Linked DNA regions of Gossypium hirsutum: region 2 is linked to region 1. Evidence: chromatin contacts called from public Hi-C data. All regions are on one chromosome and are shown on one strand. Each heading gives the region's core, a stretch centred on a gene start, on an enhancer-like site or on the middle of the called end of the contact. The rest is flanking DNA. Distances are from core to core; before and after follow the strand shown. Region 1 holds the start of LOC107901111 (zinc finger CCCH domain-containing protein 64). Region 2 holds the start of LOC107901104 (DNA repair protein recA homolog 3, mitochondrial).

Region 1 (6,931 bases), core at 2,317-4,816:
TATAATATATACTTAAGATTAGAGACTTCATAATCAGGTAAAGCTGCACTGAGCAATTCGCCACTTCTTTGGCATTGTAAAGTCTACCTCCATGATATTCATAAGAGAAATCTCTTTTACCTGAAGGTTGGCATGGGTGCCACGTATTGATATCCATTCAAAGAACACTGCTTCTTTACCCTGGTTTTTATAATACACCTTCAGACTGTTCTGGAATTTGCCAAGTTCAATTTCACTATCTGCTGGTAGAGAAAGAGTATTTGGCATATGCTCAACTGGAATTATCAGTACATGATCTTGGACAAGTGGGCCTTTCGCTAGCGCACAGTAGAAATTCTCTCCTATACTTGTTACCAGATGTGACTCCACATTTGGGCTTGACAAACAAAACCAGCACTCTTTTGATCTGTATTCAGTCACAAAATATATAATAACTATAGTGGTTTATATATTTTACAATAAGGATTAAAGGGCACACAATCTGCAATCTGCAGTTTTATTGTGTTGGCTAATAGATTTTTCTGCTAAAAATGTTACTAAATTAACAATAACGCGCAGTGGTCTAGTTGCAAGTTAAAATAGGGGGAAAATGATAAAGGCAATAAAAAACCAACCTGTTAGCATTAGCATTGCTAGATCCTGGTCTTTTACGAGAATGATTCTCACCATCATCCTGTAAACTGTGCTTAAAGTTGCAATCAGGGCCTTTTTCACACTTTCCTTTGATAATAAAGTCAAGACAAACACCTCTCAAAAATTGTTCCCTTGCATCAGCATCATGTGGGAAGTTGCACTTTTCTCCACGTGGACAAGTTCCAGAGGATATAAATTTAAAACACACCTTATTAGTATCACCATTCCCATGCTTTTGTCGTTTGCTAGACACATCATATCTCCAGTATTGTGAATCAAGTCCAATATCACTAGCTCTCTTTGTGGTTTCTTTAGGACGATCCACTTGGTCAACTAATGTATACGGTGATAAGGTAGTATTTGGTGGCTTTGCACTGATCTCAGCAGCTGCCATGGTAGATGATGGAGTTGGAGAAAGCGCGTGAAGAAATTTCTGAGGAGCAGATGCAGGAAACAACAATCACAAAATGCCTTTAACAGCTAAATCTAGCTGTTTGTAGTGCTTGAAACAATAAATACTTCAGATAATCCTCGCAAGATAAGATATTATATTAACCCAAATCATAATATAGAAAGAATAGTTTGATTATGCAGAAATTCTTCAAGACAAAAAAAAATGATGCTGGTCTTCTTTCCCTACTTCTCTCTCCTCTAGCGTGCAGAAATGTCTGAACTCTTTAAACAGGAGGGAAGAGCACGGCAGAGCACAGGAAAAATTCAAGTAGGAAAGAAACAACCACCTTTTATTTGGAGGTCCAGTGAAAGCATAGTAGCAATTTAAATGTTCCTCAATTTAGATATCAATATCGTACCATCACAATGCAGGTTAATGCTTCATTAATAGAAATTTATATGTAAAAACCTCACCGAATACAACAAATACTCAGTATATAAGAAAGTCACACCTGTTTCTCTTTATTCCCAACAGATGCAAGACCCAAGAACCGAGTTACATGTACAGCATCAACATTACAATAAGGTTCACGAGCATAATATGCACCCTTAGTACCTGCAATGTGATAGCTAACAGGGAGAACAACCATTAGCGAAAGAAAAGAAACAACTTAACTAACAGCAAATAAAATAAAGAAGCATAATTCCGATAGGGTTGTAAAGTCATTATCGCTTCTAAGGTATCAGTCTTTCACGAGAAAAACTGCTCTGAAAATGGCCACATTGAGATGTCTAAGCGGATTGGCACATCACTGTCGATTTTTCCAGCCAATAGAAAATGCTAGTGAATATCAAATTCTCCCTAAAATCTTTCCTTCCAGTGAAAACATTTCTTTGCACTTCAGACTGAACCATTATTGCATATTCTATAGTTTCAGATATTTCATGAAAATGAAATTCAACTCCTAACATTACAAGGCAGTACTTGAGGTGGTTAAATACATACAACAAACAGCATCTGACCATTAAATTGTTGTTCTGAAAGGGGATGGTAAGATTGGACTAGAGATATTTCAAATGAGAGGAGATATGGTTCTCACTAAAAGCTTGAGCCTTTTACAATATCAAGATGTCTAAAAGTCTAAGATAAGCTTTCATTTGATAGTAGAACACTGAGTCTTGGACACACAACAAGCCAGAGATGTCAAAAAAGCAGAATATAGTTCAAAGTAACAAATGTATCTTTCATTTCTAACATTTCACTAAGTGTATGGCCTTAGACCATGAACAATATAAGGATTAATGTACCTGACTCGATAATTTTTCTATTAACATCGAGTTGGGTTCTGTCATTAGCCATTTCAACTTGAAGTCGTTGTGAGATAAGAGTCATCATTAAATACTAATTTGAACAAGAACCATAAAATAAACATTCATGGTCATGGAAACAGCATCATATATCTGACAAGAAGCATAAAAACTGTATATTTGAGAATTGGATGCACCAAGTAATGCAAAACCTTCAAACATCACGTACCGTGGTTTGATCTCTGCAACTAGTTGGGAGACAGTGGAATCACTGCCAGAAGAATCTGAGATTCCTGCAGGGATATCTGATGCAGTGGCTCTATTTGTGATACCACTTGGCCATTCATTAGTAAAAACTAATTAAGGAATTCAAAATAAACAACCTAAAAGCGAATCAAATTTAAAATTAAAGTCTCGATGCCTATCAAAGCAAAGGATATCTTAAAAAGAAATCAACTATTCCAGGTTCCTCAGCGAATGCTCGTAGCGTGTCAATGTCAATTTGACTATATGTTCCAAACTGTTGACCATTAGACAACTGCCTACCGGATAAGTAAGCCACAGACAAACCTAAATATAAGCACAAAAAATCAGATATGATAGAAAATTTTCACATGCACTTTCTAGCCTAATTACGTATACTTTCTCAGTAACCAAACAGAGACTATTTAAAAGAAGTTTAAAAAAAAATTACCATGGAAAGTGAACATCCCGCTGCCTTTTAACCAAAACAAATTGTCGCAAACCTTGAAACCGTCCATTTTGAAACCTTGGTTAGCGGAGTTCCTCGAAACAGCCGACAAAACCTTGGGTGCACCAACTCCGTAATCGCCAATGAAGTAAGTCGGGAGAGGAACTTGGGCCCTGCCTTCAACGTAGTCCATTAATTCATCAAGCCGATCTGGTTCATCGGGGAAGAACTGACCCACGCAAAAAAGAGCATCGAAAGGACCCGCTGATTTGTTTACCTGAAAAAATATAATCGTTTTTTAGCTCCCCGCAGTTCAAAAAAAAAAAAGCAAACCGTAACAGAAACATGGAGAAATCTAAAAAATAAATGAAATGAAAGAAACTAACAGAGTTGACTCGCTTGAAGAGCTGGTTGAGACGGCCTAAAACGTCCCCGCATAGTAGAATTCTGGGAGAAGCCATGAGAGAGGAAGAGAGAGACCGATGTGGGGTGAACGCCGGAAGCCGCGTTCTCTGAAATGAAAGATTGAAGCCCGGGAACTTGGGCTTATGCGGAAAGTCTCAAATGGTCCCAGCCGTCCGGCCCATATTTGCTGGGCTCAAATATACTCGAGAGTTAATAGTGTTGTTATAATTAAACTAAAATTGATGGTCTGAGAGGACTGCACCCTCACTTTAATCTTACATTTTTCTCTCTTTCTCCATTTTACTTTCTGCTTCAATAACTTCGTATTTTCGAATGCAAAATACTTTATATAAATTTTAAAATAATAATTTTTATAATAAGCTAATTACGTTATTATCAACACAATTTTTAGTCTTGATTTAAAAATGTTTTAATCAATTTTCATTTACATGTGCTAATTAAGTAAACCCGTTTAATAAATATATTATTTATAATTTATTAAAATTTAAAATAAGTTATAAGTACAATTATATTAAAAAAATTAATATATATTGTTATAATTTTACAATATTTCGTTGTATTTAAATCCAAATATATAATTTTAATGTCGTTGCTGCCCATCTCACTAAAACTAACGATTAATTTTAACAGAAAGATGAAAAGTTACACTAGTAGCCCTTGATTTGTTTTTGGTTCAATTTTGTTTTTTATTCATCCTAATTTATACAATTTTTTGTTTTGAAAGTTGGCTTTGTCAAATTTAAATATATTATATGTAATATAAATATAAATTTAATAATTATAGAAAGTAAAGATAGATATTATTATATAAGATTTATTTTTATAAAAAAGATTATGTATATTTTATTAGTTAATATGAATATATATTTTAAACTAATGTTTCTATTATTTAAACACTTAATATTATTTAACTATGATTTAACATTAATTTAAATTTATTATTTAATATAAATATGAGTTTAATCTTTTGTTTTTATTATATATACAATTATTTAATCCAGTTCAATTTGATGGTGATTTTCTACTTCCATCTCACCGGATGTAATCCAAAGTTCCAAACAAATATATCCTAATGCTTCACGAATTAAAACAATCTTTCAGAGCAGTATTCACATTCAGATTGCGAGGCTGCAGTATTTCATTCTAGATGTTGACGTGGAAGGCTATCATATGTAGAGGGTTTTCTTCATTATACAGTGTCTGATGTATTGTTCACTTTCATGGTATCAACTGTAATTGTTGTATGGCAAGGGTTAGGACTGTGTAATTTGGCATAATTGTAGGGTTAACAATAATTCATCATGTGATCATTATGACTATATAGTTTCTCATCTGATTCTCCCGCACTGCACTGTGAATGCAGACACAGTTGAAGGAAAGCAGGTGTTTTGGAGAATTTTCAATTCAAAAGATCAAATCAGGGAGCTAACTAATTTCACCATTTGGCCAGCTCTTTGCAAGCTTTGGCATTACTGTCTTCCACCTTTTTTGCATCATATGCTTCACATCATCATCATCAGACATGCCTAACCTTTTGTTTCACTTGTTACCATATCGAAACAGCTCAAAGCATGTTTGTGACAGCTCTCCCTTGAATGAGCTAGCTGCTCATGTTCAAATATCTCAAACTACTTCCCAATAAGTTCAACATTGTCAACACCCAAGTCTTCTTCGAGTTGTTTTATGACATTTCATTTTATTTCCTTTTGTCCTATCCCATCTGTTGCGAATCACATTATAAACTCTTTTGAAATGATGTTATTTGAATATCTCAAAAGCACCCATTTTTTTCTGCTATATGTGAAGATCTTAAGGGTTCAACTTCATCCATCATTATTCCCAACAGGGAAAATGACACTTATTCTGCAATTATGCATATAATACTAAAAAGTTATGCATTTTGAGTTATGGAACAATCTTGTTAGAAAACTAGCATTATAGTAAGCACCATATTAATTTTATTCTCCAGACCGTCTTTTTTGGCAAGTACCAGTCTTTTTTTTGGGGGGGGGGGGATTTATATTTATTTGTTGGAAAATGGAGAGGATGGGGTTGTCAATCAAGTTTAGGACAAATCCTTTGCGTGAGCTATGATTTGCCGGGTCAGATCCTAACATTGTTCCTGCGAACCTGACTAGCTTTGTTTGTTTGTAACTTTGTATGACGCCAAAAATGATAGGCGCTAGTCAGAGATATTGTGTCTATCACATATAACTTTCAAAGTATCAGAACCAGATTTTTCATGTTGAATCCAAGCCCAAGGGCCATTAACTTAAGGGTATTGACTGAAACAGCAGCAATATATAGTTCCTGCTACTTACTGGTGACAGTGTAATCAAATTTTTAAGAGATTTTTTGTCTTATTAAACTTGCTTGAAAGATAAGTGATCCAAGTCAGCTGTTTTGGCTTCAGTACAGGCACACAGCAAGGATTTGAATATCCTGTTCTTGTTTCCAAAATCTTGTAAATTGGACGCTACCGGCTCTTCCATATCTATATTGAACCTTGGGATAGTTCATCAGGATTCTGTACAACAGTAGAATTAAATATGGAACATGACTCGGCAATGCTCACTAAAGAACAAATGGATTAACAATATGACAAGAAACAGCTATAAAACAATGTAATCTGCCATTCAGCAGCTTCAAAGCCTCTGCTAGATCGAAAATGCCATTGATCGAGTACGGCTGCCGTGCTCAGAGCATCCAAGACTTACATGGTTCTATTTTCTATTTGGTTCCAACGACCTCACTTCAAAACAAACTGGCCTGGCCATTGAATTGTATGGTATCCACCACAGATCATCATCATCATCCAAGATCCAATACCCAACTCTAGGAAAAGGGATTCACCTTTTCATCATTGGAGAACAAATTGACCACACCATGCAATAACCTCTGAAGGTAAAGATTTTAGTGACAGAGAGGTGGGATGGTGCTTTTTTTCCTTTCTTCTTCTTAAATTTTTTTCTTTTAGAGTTCTGTGACCTAAATTCTAAGAGATTACTTGCAAGTCAAGTTAAACAAAATATATCTTCTTTTTAGAAGATTTAGTATTTATGAGTATAATGTATTTAGCATTTATTAGCATAATATATTTGACTTTTATTAGAATTAGGTTTTTTTCAACCTATAAATAGATCTCTCGAAACTCCTCTTGTAATTATTCAAATTTGACATAGTAAATTTTCTTCTCCTTTGCCCGTGATTTTTTTTCCCGAAAGGGTTTTCTAAGTAAAAATTTGTATGTTCTTTATTTTTTATTTCTCTTTTCTTTACGATATATTATCATTACCGACGTTCTATTTTTACAAATTGGTATAAGAGCATTCGGGTTGTTCATCTCGATCACGGTAATGGCGTCTTTGAAGTATGAAATTTCACTGTTAGATTGCAACACTAGATTTGCGTTGTGACAGATTAAGATGCAAGCAATTCTTGCGCAGATGGATCTAGGGGATGCCCTGCTAGGGATAGATA
Region 2 (6,841 bases), core at 1,371-3,870, 170 kb after region 1:
TGAGAACCCAATATTCTTGGCACACAAACAATAATTTCAAAAGCCCTCCCTCAAATTCGCATCATAGCACAACCAAATTACTTAAGCAGTCCAAGGGAAGATGCAGACAAGGAAAACAAAGCATATTTCACAAGTCACAAACATGGCAGAAGCACATTCTACCAACTATCAGCAGTATTTATCACACCAAACTCCATAATGGAAAAGAAATGAATCTAGGAACACCTTACGCTGTCAACAACTACAACATCAACTGATCCACTACGTATAAGGGTGTCCACAAGACTGAGAGCTTGTTCTCCACAATCTGGTTGCGAAAGGAGCAAATTCTCAGTGTTCACCCCAATTGTCTCAGCCAGGGCAGGATCAAGAGCATGCTCAGCATCGACAAAAGCACAATAACCTGCATTTGAATATTATAGCCATATGTAAGCATTCAACAGAAAGATAACAGAAACAACCTCAACAGCATAGAAGATAGCCACAACAAAATCTGGTGCACCCTCCAAATGCAATCATCTCATAAATAGATTTAACATTATACGCTGCATACAAAACCTTTATAATAGTTCAGATGCCTTATTATAATAATCTTCCAAATGTCAGAAATCTAGAATTAGCAACCACCTTTACATAGAATGGATTTCATAACGAGTGAGCATAATCAATCATAAATCACACAGTACTAAGCTAAAATACATTCAGTGACCTCCTTGCTTTTGTGCTTCAGCAATTACATGTAAAGCAAGTGTTGTTTTCCCAGAAGCCTCTGGTCCAAATATCTCTATCACACGGCCCTGTAAAATTCCAACAGAGATGTATAAGGAACTAAAAAGCATCACAAGCAGCAATTACTTAGTAGCAGACTAGCAGCATAAAGGATAAAAGAACTGAAACAAGAATTTCAGAGTACCTTTGGAAGGCCACCGATTCCAAGTGCTATGTCCAGAGCAAAAGAACCAGTGGAAACTACTGGAACATTTCGAGGAGACATAGCACGACCAAGCCACATGATAGATCCTTTTCCAAAAGAACTCGTAATCTGATCCAAGGCAAGTTTTAGAGCTAAATCTTTCTTGAACATATTCTCATCGCACGAATCACTTGAATCTGACTCGGATTTCCTTCTACCTTCAATAGGACACAAACAAAGAAAAAGTATCAGATTTCATTTACTCAAAAAAAACAGAGTATTAGATTTCACTTTTTAACTCCAATGAATCCAGTTCAAGAAAAATAGCCAAAGAACTCCATCTTTTAAATGGCATGAATTTATAATTTTTATTGTTGGATAAAAGATGACACTACATTAAGCACTGCGCTTTACAGTACAGCTGACTTGTTTCAATTAAAAATCATTATAGAATTCAAACATTTATTAATCTAATAAAAATCCCATGACAAAGCACTCTTCTACAATCACATTCAGATGATTACCTGAATTAAAATTCTACTCAAAAACCAAAACGTGATTTAAAACATAGAAATAGAATACCAGATACCCAAATAACAATATTTGAGTACCGACATTCAAATTGAAGCTTTTCAATGGAATTTCAGTTACCTTTAGAAGAAAAGTTACACAGCTGAGAAGATGACCTTAACACCCCTCCCCTACAAACCTGCAAAAAGGAAAAAAGAGAAAAGTTGATTCACGGCTTCATATATATATATATTTCTACTGTTCCTAAACTACCATTTTTTTATATAAAAAAATGAACATAGTGCAAGACAATCAGATTAAACATGAGAAAAACAAAGGATATGAAGTTATGGAAGAAAATAAAGAAACGGATAAGGTTTTTAAAACCTGTGGAGCGAAGAGAGAACGTTTAAGAGATGAAACATTTCGAAGAAAGGTGGCCATAGCATGCAAGGGAAAGGAGCGTGGTTTAGAAGTATAAGATGTGGGAAAAGAAGAACAAACTAGTTGTGATTAGATGTTACTTAATACCATGGATTAAAAAGGGAGGAAAGAAATGGAAAGACAAACAGACAGACAGACACTGAGCTCTGCTGCTGTGGATCTGGGATGTTAGGGTTTGAGTTTCCCTCCTTTTTGAGATTTGCACTACAGTGGTTGGGTACCCACCACGGGCGGGGGCGAGGGAGCCTGCTGGGCCTCCAGGGAATTTTAATCAAATTTGGTGTTCCTATTATATTATATTATATTTTGTTGTATTATATTCCGTTTGATATATTTTAATCATTTTATCATTAATATCGTTAAAAAATGGTTAATTAATGAGATTTTTTTCTATGAAGTTGAGCTGGATTTTTTAAAAATAACAAAAATAATGACATATAAATATGAACTAAGGCATAATACTTAAAACAGTGAAATAAATCTAATTTTTTCAAACAAAATCTACAGTAATCGTAGAAAGGGCTGCGACAGATGTTTTATTTTGTATTATTTTTGCATCCATAATTTTTTGAAGTTGCAAGAACATTAGAAATAAAATTAAAGATCCATGGAAATACCATTTGACCATAATTGCTGCCGTCCAACCACAAGCCGTGCGCAACAGAACTTGGTATATAAAAGGTATATAAAAAATAACTTTAATCAGACTGGCCATTAAATAATTGATAACAAGCTATCACAAGAACTCTTAAAAGAGTTTCTGGAAACATTAAACATTAAAACAAAATCCCAAAACATCTTAGAGTACCATTACCAGACCATCCTACCAATCCAACAGACCAAAAAGGATAAAACGACTGTAGAAACCAATCATACTCATAGCAATAACATAAAACTGTAGAAATAAATAACCACCAAAACTGCAAACCCTCCCTTTCTCCCGCTTCTTCCAATCAAAATCTTATAAACCACACTCAACGGCAGCAATTAATTTCTACTGCTGCTTGCATTCCGGAGGCCTCTCACCTTGCTGCCCATCCCCTACTGCTTTACCACTCTTCTGCAATACACAACGAACATAATTAAGAATAAATTTTCAATAGAAGGGCCAAAAGAGAGACCTAAATGATATGGAATTGGTGTACCTTATGAGCAGACTGCAGCACATTTTCAAGCAATATGCAAGAAACAAAAGAAATATTAGCATCACTTCAGATTTTGAACAAACAATTGAGCACACATTATAACACACCCTAAAATTAGCATCTCATACCTTCTTTTTGGTCTTACTTCCTTCGTCAGCATCCTCATCATCAGCATCCTCATCCTCATCCTCTTCCTCATCATCCTCTTCCTCCTCCTCATCATCATCATCGTCATCTTCTTCATCGTCATCTATATCAAGCTCATCTCCCTGGATAGCTTCTCCTGTAAACCATGACACAGCATGTGGAATAATCTTGTCTCGAATTGTTGATCTGCAAAAAGAAACAGATAGCATAAAATAAGTAGGTATTTCAAATACATGTAACAATGATTAATGACGTCTCACTCAATGACTAGAGTAAGAAGAAAAGAGAACACACCCGATGTCATAATCTTGTTCCATTTGATTTTGTAGCTCCTCAGCCTGTGCAAGAAAGTAAAAACAATTGGAATAGCAGAAGAAATGTAATCAATCATCCATGTTTATATAGATCTGGTGAGGTTGGGCTTACAGTATCTTCATCAATGTCTTCATCATCCTCAGGAACTTGAGGAGGATTGAAGAAGTTGAAGAAACTTTCACACTCCTCTGTTTTAGTGATTGGCTTGGCATTCTTTGAACCCTTCTTAGGCTTCTTTTTAAGAAGCTTTTGCGTTAAGCATTTTCCAGGATACCATTCAATTTCAGTCCTACATATTAGGTGCAAAGAAGTTTTAGTTAAAAGAAGTAAGAACCTCCAGTAATCTGGACATATTTAACAATCCAATAGGGAATTCTCTAAAAGGATAGGTAATAGTATTTACCCAATTGCTTTCTCAAGAATAGGTTCATCTTCATCAATCATGAGATATGTCTTTGTCAGCACAGTATTCTTGAAATAAGGATTGGTGTCAAAGTAAAACTCAAGCTTGAATCCTTTGGGTTCCTCTACCCTGTACCACTTAATATCCTTGAGATACTTGAGAGCTCCTTCATCACGCTCAGTGATCTGGTTCCAAACACAAAGGATGTAGAGATAAGCTTAACCATTTCCAACCAAAAAAACAAAAAGAGTTATAAAAATAATAGTAATTGGATACTCACCTCATCAGAGAGCACTTCATTATTTTTCATTGCAGTAAGCCAAAAATCAGGCACCCCTTTCTCTGCATAAAGCATAATTTTATAAACATCGTCCACAGAAAGAAAGGTGCATATGGGAAAAGAAATGACTCAATAAGATCATACCTTCAGCATCCTTTTCCTCTCCTTGGTCCTTGGCAGCTTCATTTGCTGTTCCTTCAGCATCAGCAAGGCCATTCACAATATCATATCGCTACAAAAATAAGGTAATAAGTCAGCTGAATGGCGACAGTAACTGATTAGCCAATAACTAAAGCAAAATTGAAAATGCAAACCTTAGCATACAAGGGTTGATATAGTTTTTGATATTTAGCTTCAAGTGCTGCCCTCTCCTCAAAAAACTTAGCCTCCAATTCATCATGTTGGCTCTGTTAAAAAAATAGGAATCAAAAATGGCATTCCCCTTCCAACCACTTTGCAGCTAAAATAAATAAAAGTTAGATTACAACAATCTAAATCAAACTAGATGGGAACGGAAAGTAGCTGCAGAGCAAGAAAAATGAACTTTCTACCCTACCAAAAGTAAATCCAATGAAAATGTGCATAGATGATCTTAGAAATTCAACACATTAACAACCCCATACATCCAATATACTCCAGTTTCTTGACCATAATAGAGTAGACCCGGCTACAAAAACAACTAAACCATCAGTGATATCAGAATAAAACTTAACAGAGTATCGAAAAAGCTTAGGGAAAAAGAACATGCCTGGATCTCCCTAAGAACCTCGACACGCTTCCTGACAATCGGTGATAGACTCTCCAGCACATCGGAGTGATCCCCAGCAAGACTTTGAAGTTTATTCTGCAAACCAAAATATCAAAAAACAAAAAAAAATAACAAAAATAACAAAAAGAAAACCAAAAACAATTATGGGTGTCACCAAAACCAAAAACAATTATGGGTGTCACCCACCTTGAGAGCGTTAACGAGACCAGCTCGTGCTTCGGCGTTAAGAGCTGCAACCAAAAATAGAAACTGAGAGAAGCGATAAGAGTGAAGCGATAGTATTGTAGATAAAGAAGAGAAAAATATCAATACCATCGCCAAGACCGGACATGTTGAAGTTAACTCCTTCGTTGCTCATTGACGATATTATTTCTAAGAGAAGAAAAAAAATGAAATAAGGTTGATTTGGAGAGGAAAAGGAGAATCTAAAACCCTAGATTCGAGAAATTGGGAAAAAGAATAGGGTTTGAGTGACAGAGGCGTGTCGCTTAACAATCCTCACCCTTTACCTTACGAAAACCTAAAATCCCCGACACTAGTTTTTATCGCGTAAGCAAAGCACTTTTTATTTTTCACTTGTTTTTTTTTCGTTTCCTTGATGGCTGTAAATAGGGCTCGCACCGCTTTTGATTTTGTTTAAAATGGCAAGTAAATCCCAGCCTTATCATGGTTACCCAAAAGTTCATTTCATATCCATAAAGGGAGATTTTAAAATTTTATTGATTAAATATTTTTTCAAAATATCGTATTTCTATTAATATTTTTTTATTTTATACTTGAAAATTAACCTTTAACTCATTTTTTAATATATTTATTCAATTTCAATTAAATTTTTTTACTTGTTTTGAGTTCCATTAACAAAATCCGTTAATAATTTCTTCAATTGAGTTGACATCATTCTTATGCTAAATTTAATAAAAACTCAGTAGGTATAAAAGAAAGTAATGACGCGATAATTTAAGATAGGTCTAGTTTATGACGTAATTATTTATTATTTTATAAAATTACTCTATTTTTAAAATTTAGTTGACGGTTATTCATGTCATTAAGATTAATGATAGATTTAGTAAGTAAAGAAAATTTTAGTTAGTGTAAATAAAAATAATAATTAGGTTTAAGTTATAGCGTTGTAATTTAGGATAAATCTAAATTATGGTGCCAATATTTATTGTTTTATAATAATTACTATATCTCTATAATTTAGTTGACGCCATTCGTCATGTCAAGCTCAATAATAGAATTAGTAAGTAAAATGGAATTAATGTTTAGACTTAAACAATTATACTATTTTTTAAAAAATTATGTTTAATAATTTCTTCAATTGAATTGACGCTATTCATTATGTTAAGCATAAAGAAAGATATAGTAAGTGTAAATAAAAGTGATGTTTAGATTCAAGTCATAACGCTATAATTTAGGATAGGTCTAAATTATGACGCTAATATTCATTATTTTATAATAATTACTATATCTCTATAATCTAGTTAACGTCATTGGTCATGTTAAGCTCGATGATAGATTTAGTAAATAAAAATGGAATTAATGTTTAGATTTAAACAACAATATTTTAAAAAAAATTATGTTTAATAATTTCTGCAATTGAGTTGATGTCATTCATAATGTTAAGCTTAAAAAAAGATTTAGTAAGTGTAAATAAACGGAATATGTAGATTCAAGTTAGAACGCTATAATTTAGGATAAGTCTAAATTATGGTGCCAATATTCATTATTTTATCATAATTATTATTTCTTTATAATTTAGTTGATGTCATTGGTCATGTTAAGCTCAATGATAGATTTAGTAAGTAAAAATGGAATTAATGTTTATATTTAAACAATAATATTTTTAAAATAAATTATGTTTAATCATTTCTACAATGAGTTGAGTCATTCATGATGTTAAGCTTAAAGAAAA

The links. A called contact is a pair of places that touch in the nucleus more often than the background predicts.
Region 2: a Hi-C map of leaf shows a contact between it and region 1, with 2.4 times the contacts expected there. The contact joins the promoter of LOC107901104 here to the promoter of LOC107901111 in region 1. A contact is called at or near these places in 2 of 34 Hi-C or Micro-C datasets (both in leaf).

The regions. Positions count from the first base shown.
Region 1 is chrD06:13,404,096-13,411,026 of Gossypium_hirsutum_v2.1, forward strand. It overlaps LOC107901111 (zinc finger CCCH domain-containing protein 64), which reads right to left and starts at 3,567. Exons shown (of 10, transcript XM_016826988.2): 1 at 3,412-3,567; 2 at 3,029-3,302; 3 at 2,775-2,904; 4 at 2,564-2,683; 5 at 1,539-1,656; 6 at 615-1,066; 7 at 121-406. The coding sequence starts at 3,486.
Region 2 is chrD06:13,573,709-13,580,549 of Gossypium_hirsutum_v2.1, forward strand. It overlaps LOC107901104 (DNA repair protein recA homolog 3, mitochondrial), which reads right to left and starts at 2,621. Exons shown (of 8, transcript XM_041095731.1): 1 at 2,485-2,621; 2 at 1,565-1,622; 3 at 914-1,131; 4 at 710-797; 5 at 231-403. The coding sequence starts at 2,487. It overlaps LOC107901103 (nucleosome assembly protein 1;2), which reads right to left and starts at 5,578. Exons shown (of 13, transcript XM_016826977.2): 1 at 5,436-5,578; 2 at 5,239-5,298; 3 at 5,113-5,156; 4 at 4,906-5,001; 5 at 4,472-4,564; 6 at 4,302-4,389; 7 at 4,158-4,219; 8 at 3,878-4,062; 9 at 3,586-3,763; 10 at 3,454-3,497; 11 at 3,141-3,345; 12 at 3,013-3,024; 13 at 2,554-2,927. The coding sequence starts at 5,284. The coding sequence ends at 2,862.